Regions from separate parts of the Mus musculus genome. Here region 1 is linked to region 2. Evidence: chromatin contacts called from public promoter capture Hi-C data. All regions are on one chromosome and are shown on one strand. The core of a region is the stretch at or near the end of the contact, and the rest is flanking DNA. Distances in the headings are between cores, read along the strand shown.

Region 1 (6,235 bases), core at 792-3,291, 2.1 Mb before region 2:
TGGCTGTCATACTGTGTCATGGTTCATGAGACACAGCTACAGGAAAGAACTGTGTGTGGCAGAGCACACAGGCTTCACTGTGCCGGGTCAAATCCATGGCCAGTTCAAATTGCTGTTAGGTTAAAGGTAAGTTTAAGACTTACAGAGCCGCTGGCTGTGGCGACAAACACCTTTAATCAGAGCACTCAGGGAGCAGGGGCAGCATATCTCTGTAACACTGAGGCCAGTCTACACAAACTGTTCCAGGCTAGCCAAGGCTACAGAGTTAGACTCGGTCACAAAGAAGGGGGGAGGGAGGAAGAAGAAAAGAAGGGAAGAAAGAGAAAAATGAACCACAGAGTAAAATCTTATTTAAAAGCCATTTTTAAAGTCCATTAAGAAACTGGCTGAGTTTCACCTCCTCGCGGTACATTCTCTATGCTTGCCCTTGCCTAATCCTCGCTAGTTCCGATGTCTCCACCTATGCACCTATTCTGATCCTGAGCAGCTAGTCAATTTTGTCAAGTATTAGGTATTAGTGGGAAACAGTAAACATGGCTTTATCTTAAGTTTGGAGCTCTTGAGCACATCTGTAATCCCAGCACTCCTGAGACAGGGACAGAGAATCAAGAATTCAAGGCAAGTTCGAGCTACACACACACACACACACACACACACACACACACACACACACACACACATTAATAGTAAATGTTACAGTGCTGGCTGCTGATGCAGCTGCATTGGTCGAGTGCTTGTCTAGCATAAAGGCCTGGCAGTCTGACCCCCCAGTACCATAGAAACAGGTTATGATGGCTTACCCCTGCTATTCCAGTACCCAGGAGATAGAGACAGAGGATCAAAGATTGAGTGTCAGCCTCAGTTCCATATTGAGTTCAAAACCAGCCTCGGATATATGAGACACTATCTTGAAAAAAACCCTTGAAAAATTAATCATTAGGGCTGGAAAGACGGCTCTGCTGGGAAGGCACTGGCCATGCAGCTCACAGGAACTCATCAGGCAGAGCAACAACAGAACAAACGCAGCACGCGCCTGCAGTCCTAGTATGGGGACGCAGACACGGGGCTTCTCAATCCACTACCAAATCTGTGAGCTCCAGGTTCACTGAAAGCCCGGATCAAAAACTAAGGTGGAGAGTGAGGGGTAGGAAGACACTCAAGTTGAACACACACACAAGCACACACACACACACACACACTTGTGAGAAACAAACAAATAAATAAATAAAACATTAATGGGAAACAAACAGTATACAAAGTCTTGTGATTTCACTTCTGCTCTGTGTGTGTGTGTGTGTGTGTGTGTGTGTGTGTGTGTGTGTGTTGTGGGTATAAAGCCAAAATGTAAATCAAAATAGTGGCTTTCTCCAAGCAATCATTTTGAATAATTAGCGTTCCTTCTTTTATGCTTCTATGACTTGGGAAACTTCAGACAGACCAATATTTAACGTGGTAAAAAGAAAGCAGGACCACAATTCCCAAGAACGGAATTTGGTTCTTGTCACAGTTAGATAAGAGGCAGGGAACATAAACAACGTCTGCGAGCCAGCAGACTCTGAAAGGTCGGGAGTAGTGGAAGGACAGCCAGACTTGAGCAGGAAATGTGGTTAACAGTGGAAAGTCGGACTTAACTCCTGCCTGCGGGCCTCATTGCAGATTACAATAGATAGAAAACCTGAAGCTCTCAAAAGAAATAAACATTCAAAGCTGTGACTCCAACAGCCCCCGTCTCTGAACGGGGATGTTTCAAACACACCGTGGAGAGGCAGCAAAGAACACACAACATTAAAAGCCTGTGCTGCTGGAGGGCAATCATTCCAGGGCAGGGCTATCAGCACTGCCAGATGAGCCTGACACAGGTCCACCTTAAGATCGCATCTCCCCAGCTGCGCTTCATGTGCCACTGCAGTGGCTCACAGGGAAAGCCTGGGGCTGCAGATAATGGGACTTGGCCCGAGTACTCCTGGAGCATGCCTTTTCTTGTCGATCTGGGAAAGGCAAGGCTGAACTGCACAGCCTGACCCTGAACAGACCCTTGGCATTCCCCTGCATGCCGACTAGACAGAGAGACGGTTTTTGCCTTCTTTACACTGAAAACCATTCTGTGCCGCGCACATCTGGCCCTTTCGCGGAGACTTCAACACTGCAAAGGCGCTAGACTTCTACCTTGGAGGAAACTGTCGGTTGTTGAGGTTGTTGATATTCAACAGAAGTCACAGTTGCGGCAGGAGCAGAACCTCAGACACAGCCGGAAAAGAAAATGCCAAAGGAGGACTCTAGAGCGTATTCTGGGACGAGGCTTTCAGAATAAAGAAGTGTTGCTGACACAAACCACCAAGCTGCCCACTGACCAGTAGATCTAAGAGAACGTGTCTACCAAGTGCTACAGACAGGAGGATGGCGCTGTGGCTTCCAGGAGGGCAGCTCACCCTGCTGCTACTGCTCTGGGTCCAGCAGACACCCGCGGGGAGCACTGAGGTAGGGGCTATCGAAAAGTTGGTCTCTCATGATCAACGATGCACCAACAGGCTATTCACCTGGGGGCCACCTAATTGCTAAGAACTTAGCCACTGGCAATCTAAGAATAAACAATGTTAGTAAAGAGTGACAGGGAAAATTGCTATAAAAATTAAAAATTTTTAAGTCATAAATCTGGCATAATTGATGTGAGTGCCATTGAGTTATTTTCCCGATTCTTTTAAGTATTAAAGCAATGATTCCACCGGGGCAATAATGTAGACTAACCTGTTTAACTCAAAACCGCTTTATACAGATAGCACACATTTGGAGTATCCTAATTTTAAATATCTATAAACTAAAAATAAGCTAATGATAATGGGTGACACAGGAAACATTTGAGATCTGGAGACATGTTAAAAATGTGTCAGAGTTCATTTTGATATTTGACAGAATGTGATTCTTGGCTTGGATTAATGGAAGCTTGTTTTAAAATCTGGTGCACTGGTTCACATCATCCAATCAGTCTGTAAAATTGACTCTAGATTGTATGTAACTAGACAGCATGACATCATAAATCACACGGTTAAAATACCAAACCGTGTGTTCTCTAGCTCCGCCCCCAACAACGCTGGCCTTGGGCAGAATCTTGCCTTTTGGTGAGTGCTGCTCATGAGAAAAGCATCGTTGTTTTGCCCAGAAATGGTTGAGTGTAGGTGATGCTGATACAGTTCTCACTAACGAGCTGACCGAAGCCAGGGAGCCTCCTTTCGGCACCCTCTAGACAACATTCAACTGTTTCCCCACCTCCAAGAGGGGTGTACTTTCCAGCCCCTCGCTCACCAAGAGGAGGTGCTCCCAGGCACGGCCCCACTGCTCCCCTGAAACGCTGTTTCTCGAGCTTTGGAAGCGCAGCTGCATGCACGGGTTCTGCCCTGCTCTCCACCCTGGAGCCTGGCTAGTCTTATGTCTGTGGCATAAGTGCTTCTCCCCCAAGACAAGCTGTTACCTGAGAGGTCTCAGTCCTGCACTGCCAGTAGCTGGAGAGACAAGTCTGACAGGCTCTGGAATTTACTCTTAGTCCAACTTTCCACCAGATCCAGAGGTGTGTGTGCACCCGGGGGCTAATTGAGGAAGAAGGTGACACTTCAGCTTCCTTGTTTGCTTTAGGTTTTTTCCCCTCCTTTTTGTCCTAGAATCTAAGTCAGCAAGAAGGTTTTTATTTACAGAAGTCTCTCTTGGAAAACCTAACGCTAGATGTACGATAGGGTGGCTGGAAAGATGGCTTGGTGGTTAACGGGGCTTGATGCACAAGGGTGAGGACCTGAGTTCGGGTCCCCAGAATGCACATAAAACCCAGGAGTGGAGGAATGCACATCTGGAAGCCTAGCTTGGGCAGTGAGAAAAAGTTGCAGAGACGGGCCGATCCCTGTTGCTCCAGAGATCACTAGCCAACCACTCAGCTAAACTGCAAAGCTCTTGGCTTAGGGCATGACCTTGTCTCAAAAAATAAAGTGGAGAGTAATGGAGCAAGACCTATGTCATTGACCTCTGGCTTCTCTGTGCATGCACACACATAGCAAAATGTACAGTTAAAATTATATGTATGAATATAAGCTTGCTTTAGTTTTAGTTTGGTTAGGCTGAGACAGAGCCCCCCATTGCAATGCAGGCCAGCCTTGAACTCACAAGCCTTCTCAGACTCACAGCACCTCTTGTATTTCGGCCTTCTAAGGACGATAAGCATAAGCCACCCCCCCCCCCAGCTCTGAGCATGCTTTATGACATGCATGAGAGAATAGGAGGAGGAAGAAACTGAAGAAGTGGAAAGTAGATAAACCAGAAGGTTAGTGCTTTATTGTCAACAGACTCAAATATGGAAACACCATGAGTTCTAAGGTAAAGAACACTTCCTCCCTGGGGAGATGAGCCTTGGAGTTTTCTGTGCCATTTATGAATAATAACAACCCCAGACCAGGTAGGAATAGCATGGAGTCATTATAGTGGGCACAGCTTGAGCATTCCGTGTAAAATACTTCAGCCAGCTCTGTTGGGCACAAAAATCTGCAACCTTGTTTCCATCTGATCTGAATAATGTAAATCGAGGTTTCTTTTCCTCATAGGCTCCTCTTAAGGTCGACGTGGACTTGACACCTGATTCCTTTGATGATCAATACCAAGGCTGTAGCGAACAGATGGTGGAGGAGCTAAATCAAGGAGACTATTTCATAAAGGAAGTAGATACTCATAAGTATTACTCCAGAGCATGGCAAAAAGCCCACCTAACCTGGCTGAACCAGGCAAAGGCCCTCCCGGAGAGCATGACCCCGGTGCATGCTGTGGCCATTGTGGTTTTCACCCTGAATCTCAATGTGAGCTCTGACTTGGCCAAGGCCATGGCCAGGGCTGCGGGATCTCCTGGGCAGTACAGTCAGTCATTCCACTTCAAGTATCTGCACTACTACCTCACCTCAGCCATCCAGCTGCTGAGGAAAGACAGCTCTACAAAGAACGGCAGTCTGTGTTACAAGGTGTACCACGGGATGAAGGATGTGAGCATTGGAGCCAACGTAGGTTCCACCATTCGATTCGGCCAGTTCCTCTCTGCCTCCCTGCTAAAGGAAGAGACACGGGTGTCTGGAAACCAAACCCTGTTTACCATTTTCACTTGTCTGGGTGCCTCTGTGCAAGACTTCTCTCTCAGGAAGGAAGTCTTGATCCCCCCCTATGAGTTATTTGAAGTCGTAAGTAAGAGCGGCAGCCCCAAAGGAGATTTGATAAACTTGCGGTCTGCTGGGAACATGAGCACGTATAACTGCCAGCTGCTAAAAGGTGAGCTTGCTCTAAATTGGGTCTGTACATAGAAGAGTCAGAAATCAATCTTCATTTATAGAAGGGTTTTCTTTTTCTTTTTCTTTTTCTCTTTCTTTTTCTTTTTCGTTTTCTTTTTCCTTTTCTTTTTCTTTTTCTTCCTTTTTCTTTTTCTGAGTGGGCTAGGAGTAGGGAGTTGAAAACAGGGAAACCTGTCCCCAGTAATGATGGAACTGACCACCTAAGTTTACGTTCTGCTTCATGTCCCTCCCTCTTCTACCTTTAAAAAAAAAAAAAGAGTCTCTGAAGTGGTACTGTATTAGGTCCTTATCCACTGGGCTATGTTCCAGCAACCCAGAAGTTGGTTGCAAACCTAGGTACTACCAAACTCTACAAAATGATGTTTCTTTCCTATATATACATACCTGTGGTACCACTGAATTTATAATAAGCCAAAAGTATTTTAAACGTTCACTCTCCCCATCCCACAATATCTTATTGTAACTTACCCCCCTCTCCTTGCTATAACGTGACTCAATACCATTTGTGTGTCATGAGAAGACGTGAGGGAATGGCCTGGGCAGGCAACATATACAGTGTGGAAACATGGGACGAAAGTATGATTGGCAGCCCACTCGGGACGGACCACAAGATTTCATCTTGCTATGCAGAATGAGATCCAATCTAGTTTATGAGTGGTGACATTTCTGAAATACTTCATGTACAATTTTCAGAGCACACTTGACTAAAAATCAAGTCATAAAAAAGTAAAATTGATGATTTTATATTCCTTATTCTATAGAAAACACAGATTTTTAATAAGCTTTGATTGTTGCCCAGGTTCCAAGTACCAAGGAGCTGGACCATAGAGAAGTAAGGCAAGAGCTCAAACTGGTAGCAAAAGAAGATTCAAGGGAGGAAATATGAGAAGGAAAAGTTAAATTATTCTACACTGCCCTATCTCCCC
Region 2 (6,382 bases), core at 2,557-5,056:
GCACAGGATTTAAACCTCACAGTGACTCAGAGGACTTGGTGTCAATACCTTGTACATGTCCACCATGTGCCCCTGGACTCTGTAGCTGGCGAGTTCCAGCCCCTCTGCAGCTTATATTTGAGTCACAAGCTCCACAGAAGTGTATGCTAAGAGAAGCGATATTGCTTTAGTGTTATTTGGAACTCATATTCTGTATTTTCTAAACAAATTGGTCTCATGGGGACACTTGAATTTAGTTTCAACTTCTTATTACCACTTATGTGTCCTTGCAAAGCTCCTTGATTTTTTTCCCAGTCTCTGTTTTGTTCAATGTAAAAAAAATCATAAACATAAGCTGTGTATGGGGACACATATCTCTAACGCCAGCATTTGGGGGAAGCTGAGGTAGGGTAACTACAAGTTTGAGGCCAGCCTAGGGTACATGAGTCTGAGAATAACCTGGGCTACAAAGCCAGAATCCCTTTTATAAAGGTTGTTATGAGGATTAAAAATCCAGTATAAGCCAGATGTAGTATTACACACATTCCAGTAGTTGGGAAGTGAGAACATCAAAACAGGAAAAGGTATTTTCAGCACTTCACCATGTATGTGTGTATGTATGTATGTATGTATGTATGTGTGTGTATAATATATGCATATACATATGTAATTTATATATATGTACATATATTATTTTACTTGCCAGAAATGCCCTTGGCCAGAACTTCAAACTTGGATTCTACATAATATTAAAAATATGCTAAGCCGGGCGTGGTGGTGCACGCCTTTAATCCCAGCACTCGGGAGGCAGAGGCAGGCGGATTTCTGAGTTTGAGGCCAGCCTGGTCTACAAAGTGAGTTCCAGGACAGCCAGGGCTATACAGAGAAACCCTGTCTCGAAAAACCAAAAAAAAAAAAAAAAAAAAAAAAAAAAAAAAAAAAGAGCTTTAGAGGCCAGTCATGGTTGTCATGCCTATAATTCCAGCAATCTGGAGACTAAGATAGCAGAATTAATGAAACTAAGATAGCAGAATTAATGAAATTCCAGGCCAGCCTGGGCTACAGAGTAGGATTCTGCACAAAACACGAAACACGAAACAAACAAACACGGAGCATGTCTGGTTAGGTTTGAGGCAGGTAAAGGTGTGAGCTGCTAAGTGTGACGACCTGAGTTTGACCAATAGGCCCCACATGTGGACACTAAGTTGTTTGGCAAGTTGTTCTCTGACCTTTACAAGTGTACCATGGTCCACCCCTAGTATGTAAATAAATAAATGAATAAATAAATAAATAAATAAACAAATGTGAAAACAAACAAGCACACAAAACACCCACAGGATACTATCAGGAGCAAGCTGAACCTGAGATAGGCTGCCAGACCACTATGACCTTGGAGGGTTTAAATGTTCTACACTTATGCTTTACTGGAATTTATCCTCTTTTTCTCAAGCCTTTTGAAAGGACGGCATCTCATCCTTTCCACTCTTTCTGTTTCTAGCGCATTGAAATCCTGACCCAGTAAGACCGTTTTCTGTGAAACACCGGCTGCCGGTTCCTTGATAAACCAAAGACAGCCATCTTCATGAAGGGGACAGTTGCACTTGGCTTTGTTGCTTGTGACAGTCAACCTCTGTAGCATAAGTTAGCCTCTAGCTTTCAATCCTCTTGCCACAGTCTCTTTTAAAGTGTATATGTGTATGCGATGAGTGTATGCACAGACATGCCTCGTGTTGGCTGTGGAGACCAGGAGTACTTCCTTTCCTTGTGTATCCCAGGATGGAACTTAGGTCCTCAGGCCTTTTACCCAGAGAGCCACCACGCTGGTCCAGCCAGTGTCCCGAGTGCCAGAATTGTCTTGCTACCTGTGTACCATCACACCTGGCTAGACCAGAACATTTAAAAAAACAAACAAACAAACAAACTTTTTTTTTTTTTCCTGAGCTAGGGGACTCCTTATATAGCTCTTTTTCACCTACTCCTCTCCCAACTTCCAAAAGCAGGCGTCTTGGTGGTTGTCAGCTGGTGACGCTGCAGTACCGCGTCCTGCCACGAGAGGACAGGGAGCCGCCTCCACTCAAATCCGCAGAAGGTCAAAGGCACCTCTCCTCTAAGCTGGGTCGGCATCGGCAAGCTCAGCTTGCAGCTTCTGCGGTTCTCACCTCCAAAAGGGCTCCCTTTTTCACTCTGAAAGATGACCTGCAAGTCCCCGGAGGCATATTCCATAATGGTTACCTTAAATGATTAATGATTGCCAGCCTTAACGGGTGCACCTTTGTTGCAGGGTTTAAAGGTGGGAGAGGACTAACAGAAACGTTACCTTTCTAACCCACTCGGAAAGCACGCCAAGCCACCTAGGCGGTGCCCACATCGATTCACCTCAACATACTGCTTGAAGGCCGGAATCCTTACTTCAGTACCCTGCAGATGGCGTGTGTTGAGGGGTACAGGAATCTGGTTCTTGGGCCAGTCCACTCGAAGTGTGCTTTTCTGTCATTGATCTCATCTTTGTTATGTGATATCCACGTGAGTCCTTTTTAGTAGAAGCTTCAAGCTCAGATGCTCAAAGAACACTGGAATAAAGCTTCGATTGTCCTATTCAGTTGCTGAGAGTGGTTGTCGCCACCTCAGGTCTCTCATTTTCCTAAGTAGGTAGTGTCTCAAAACAAAGCTACTTTGAAAAGAAGGGAGAAAAAAGCAAAAGCAAAAGCAAACCAAAACAAACAAAAAACCCAAACCCATGAAAGACTTGGAGTTAAAGTAGGCTCAAGTAGGTCTTGCATCTCTTGAAAGCAAGTGAACTCTGGTTTGACTTAAAGATGATGCTGTACTACCGATGTCGAGAATACTTACTTAATGTGTAAGGGCGTTTTGATTTCATGTTTGTGTGTGCGCCCCATGTGTGCTCGGTGCCCATGGAGGTCAGCGGAGGGCATCAGATCCCCTGGAACTGGAGTTACAGATGGTTCTGGGCTGCCATGTGGGTGCTGGGAATCGAGCCGTCAGTGCTCCTAACAACCCTAAAATACCTTTAACGTCTTATTACATTTTATTTGTGTGTGTGTATTACATTTTATTTATTTATTTGTGTGTGTGTGTGTGTGTAGCGGGGTGGGGAACAGCATGTGGACTGAGGACAACTTTCAAAGGCGGTTCTCTCCACCGCATGGACCCTTTACTTGTTGAGCCATCTCGAGGGCACGCAGAAAAGATTCTTTTAGAAAAAATAATTCTTGGCTGCGTTTGCCCGCACTCGTGTAGTAGGGTCTTTCAAGGACGAAGACATAGGTGAAGATATGTTTGATATCACCGGTGCAGTTTTCCTTCAAGTACCTGTAACTTCCCTCTCAAGAGAAAAGCCCCGGATTTGGGATTCCGGGACCTTCTTACAAAATGATTGACTGCAGCACTCTCAGATCGCCTTGCTTTCCTTCCCCTAGAGTGGGGGCATTGGAGCAGCCGCCTCCGTCGGAGGAGAGACCCCAGCGCGGGCAGGAGGCGGGCGGGCCACAGACCCAGGCTCCCGGGCCGCGAACCCGGAGCGCCGAGGCGCCGCTCGGTCGGCCCGGTACGCGACCCGAGCCCGCCTCCCGGAGGCTCCGGAGGCTCCGGCTCGCGGGGACGAGCGCCGAGGGGCGGGCGATGCGCGGCCTGGGCCGGAGACCCCGCCCCCCCACCCCGCCCCCCGCCCCGCCCTCGCCCGTCTCCTCCTTTCCCCCCCGGGCTCCGCTGAGTTCATTCACTGGGATTGGTTTCAAGTGACGCCATCTCTTTATTTTTAAACCGATGACCTCATCCGCGCTTGAAGTTTCCTGACCAGCGACTCTTTCTCTCTCCCCAACCCCCACACTACCCCCCCTGGTCCCCTCCTGCGGGCATCACCGTTTGGGGGGGCTCTCATCCCGTTTCCAACCATTTACCCTCCCCCTCTCGCTTTTCCCGCGCGGACCCCCAACTTTACCTCAACTTCTTCATCCCTGTCGACATTTTTTTTTCCCTCTTTCGGGGGGCGGTGGAAGAGAAAGTGAAGAAAAGTTGCAAACGCCCGGGCTCTCGCTAAGCTCTCCGCCCACCCTTCAGAGGAGAAGCCCCGGCGGCGAGGAGGACGCGCGAGCGACGGCTGGGCGACGCGGTGACAACGCTCGCTCCCCTCCGCGAGCCTGGAGCCGGCGGCCCCTCAAGTAAGTGTTCGCGGCGGGCCGCGGGCCGGCTGGGAGGCGCGTCCGCTCCTCGTGCCGGCCGCCGCGCGCTCTCCCCGGCCGGGGGCCGGCGGGCCACGGCGGCCCGGAGCGGCGACGGCGGCGGCGGGGGGTGTGTAGGCCGCGCTGGGGGTCGGCCCGAGCCGCGGGGGCGCCCCGGCCTCGCCGCGCCGAGCGGGCGAGCGGGCGAGCGGGCGAACGAGCCCCGGGCCGCGGGTCGCCGGCACCTGGGCGGGCGAAGCTGCTCACTTCCAGACTGTTACACAACACGCCTGCCAAGTGGGGCCCTGACTGTTTCCATAATCCCAAATTCACCTTGTGTGTGTGCAGGCAGCCAGCGAGGCCACCTGGGGAGCGACCGTGTCGCTTCCTTAAACAAGGAAAAAAAAAAAAAAACCCACCCCCAAAACTCAACTTTCATTCCGGGGCTCCCGTCACGGTGTTGGAGGAAAACGGTCCGCCGGTGACTCCTTTATTTACAGTAGCTGTAAAATGTGAGACATGAAAACGGGGAAACAACGGACGGTGTGTGTGTGTGTGTGTGTGTGTGTACGGTGTAGTTTCACGTGGAAAAAAAAAAACCCTAAGGAGGACATACATGCAAACTCTTTAAGAGCGACGGGTTGTTTCCTACAGAAAGCTGATAATACACTTGGGGAAAGTACAAGGAGATCTTAAAATGAATGGCTTGTGCAAAATTGGAAAGAACTTTTCTTAAACGCCTGTTGCAAAGATCCTTGGTGTTTTGAAGTCCTGTGTGTCTCAGATTGTTTGGAGAACGCACACCTCTAATCAGCCCATGATTAGAGAGGAAAAACCTGTTGCATAATCTCATTTGCTGTGGGGTTGGCTGTGCCGTCCCCTGAACCAAGGGGAAGTGAGTTAGGATGAGGGTTTTTAAACCTCTGAGGTTTTTATTTACACAGTGCGCTGGGTGCCACTTTGCTTTTAAAGATTGTAAGTAAATACTCTGCTCTTACAAGCGAATCAAACCTATCGAACCTGCTGGGAAAATGACCAGGTATGTGTTCTCTCCTGCTCACGTTATCTCTCTCTCTCTGAAATAGATTCTCAGGGGGAATAAGCCTCTTTGGCCACTCTGTGGAGCTTGATAGTACATACAGTTAACAACTACTTCCTCAAAAAGCCTACACTTTTTCATCTCCCTTAAAGAAAAGACCTTTAAAGGTAAATTTCAGAAGAAGGGGAAAAAAGCTTAACAATTGAGACAATTCAAATATTAGCGAGCACACTGTGGGAGGCTGTAATTCAGATTTATAGAATTCTCTATTGGGTGAAGACCAGTCGCTTGGAGAAGTAAATTGAAAACTGAAGTGTCTGTGGCTTTGTGTATTCTAGTCAAAATGTGACCAGGCACTGCAAAAGGGTTTTGTCTTTATGTAAAAAATAAAACTGTGGAACTTATTGTGTTTAAAGACATTGTGGAATGTTGATATTTTCATAACATTTACCATCTTATGGACAAATTCAGAACTTCAGCTTGAATTATTAGTTTTAAGGTGTAAGATTTTGTGTTTATCAGAGTTCCAAATGGGGAGAAAATTCGAAGTAAGTTTATTTTGCATTTTAGTAAGTGGTGAATAAGCTGATGTTTAGAAAGTATAAACTGTTGATAATGATAGTTACAATTTTTTGTTTTATTTTACTCTCTGGTATCTTAGCAACTCAAGTGAAATACTTATCCTAGAATTGTGCTGATTTTCCTTCAGTGTTTCAGATGGTGAGTTTCAGTAGACAGGGCCAGGAACAGAAGTACACAGTTACCACTCCCTCCCCACCCCTCACTCTGTTCAGTTTGGAAGTTCTTGTCTCATAGTTCAGCTTGGTGAATGTAGTTGAGTACCTATAAATTTAAAATGTTAATACGAAATTGGGGGTTCCTGGTCTATTTGAACAGAGGTTTAATTATAGGAATTGAGAAAGGGGTCAAAGAGGAAGATCCTGGTAACTCAGTTCCCCTCTCTCCTGCTTTCTTACACATTGAAGATTTATTTGTAGAGTGGAAAAGAGGAGGCAGAGGTCAGCTGGTTTAAGAGTCTGGCTGGGGTTAGGTGAGGACCTAGGTGTAAACTATGTTCCCTCCCACATAGAGAAAGAGTAGGTCTGAGAAGTTTGAAGGAAGCTTGGCTCGAGTTAGAGAAGAACAGGAACAATGTTGGAGTGTTAAAATAGCTTTTTTTTTTTTC

Evidence for each region. Promoter capture Hi-C pulls out the DNA fragments that hold promoters and counts their contacts.
Region 1: a promoter capture Hi-C map of neutrophils shows a contact between it and region 2, with 3 times the contacts expected there. The contact joins the promoter of Art4 here to the promoter of Dusp16 in region 2. A contact is called at or near these places in 2 of 39 promoter capture datasets (neutrophils and pre-B cells).

The regions. Positions count from the first base shown.
Region 1 is chr6:136,853,406-136,859,640 of GRCm38.p6, reverse strand. Art4 (ADP-ribosyltransferase 4) reads left to right here and starts at 2,041. Exons shown (of 3, transcript NM_026639.2): 1 at 2,041-2,478; 2 at 4,581-5,289. The coding sequence starts at 2,398.
Region 2 is chr6:134,790,052-134,796,433 of GRCm38.p6, reverse strand. Dusp16 (dual specificity phosphatase 16) reads left to right here and starts at 3,806. Exons shown (of 7, transcript NM_130447.3): 1 at 3,806-4,157. It overlaps 1700055D16Rik (RIKEN cDNA 1700055D16 gene), which reads right to left and starts at 4,074. Exons shown (of 2, transcript NR_151454.1): 1 at 3,938-4,074.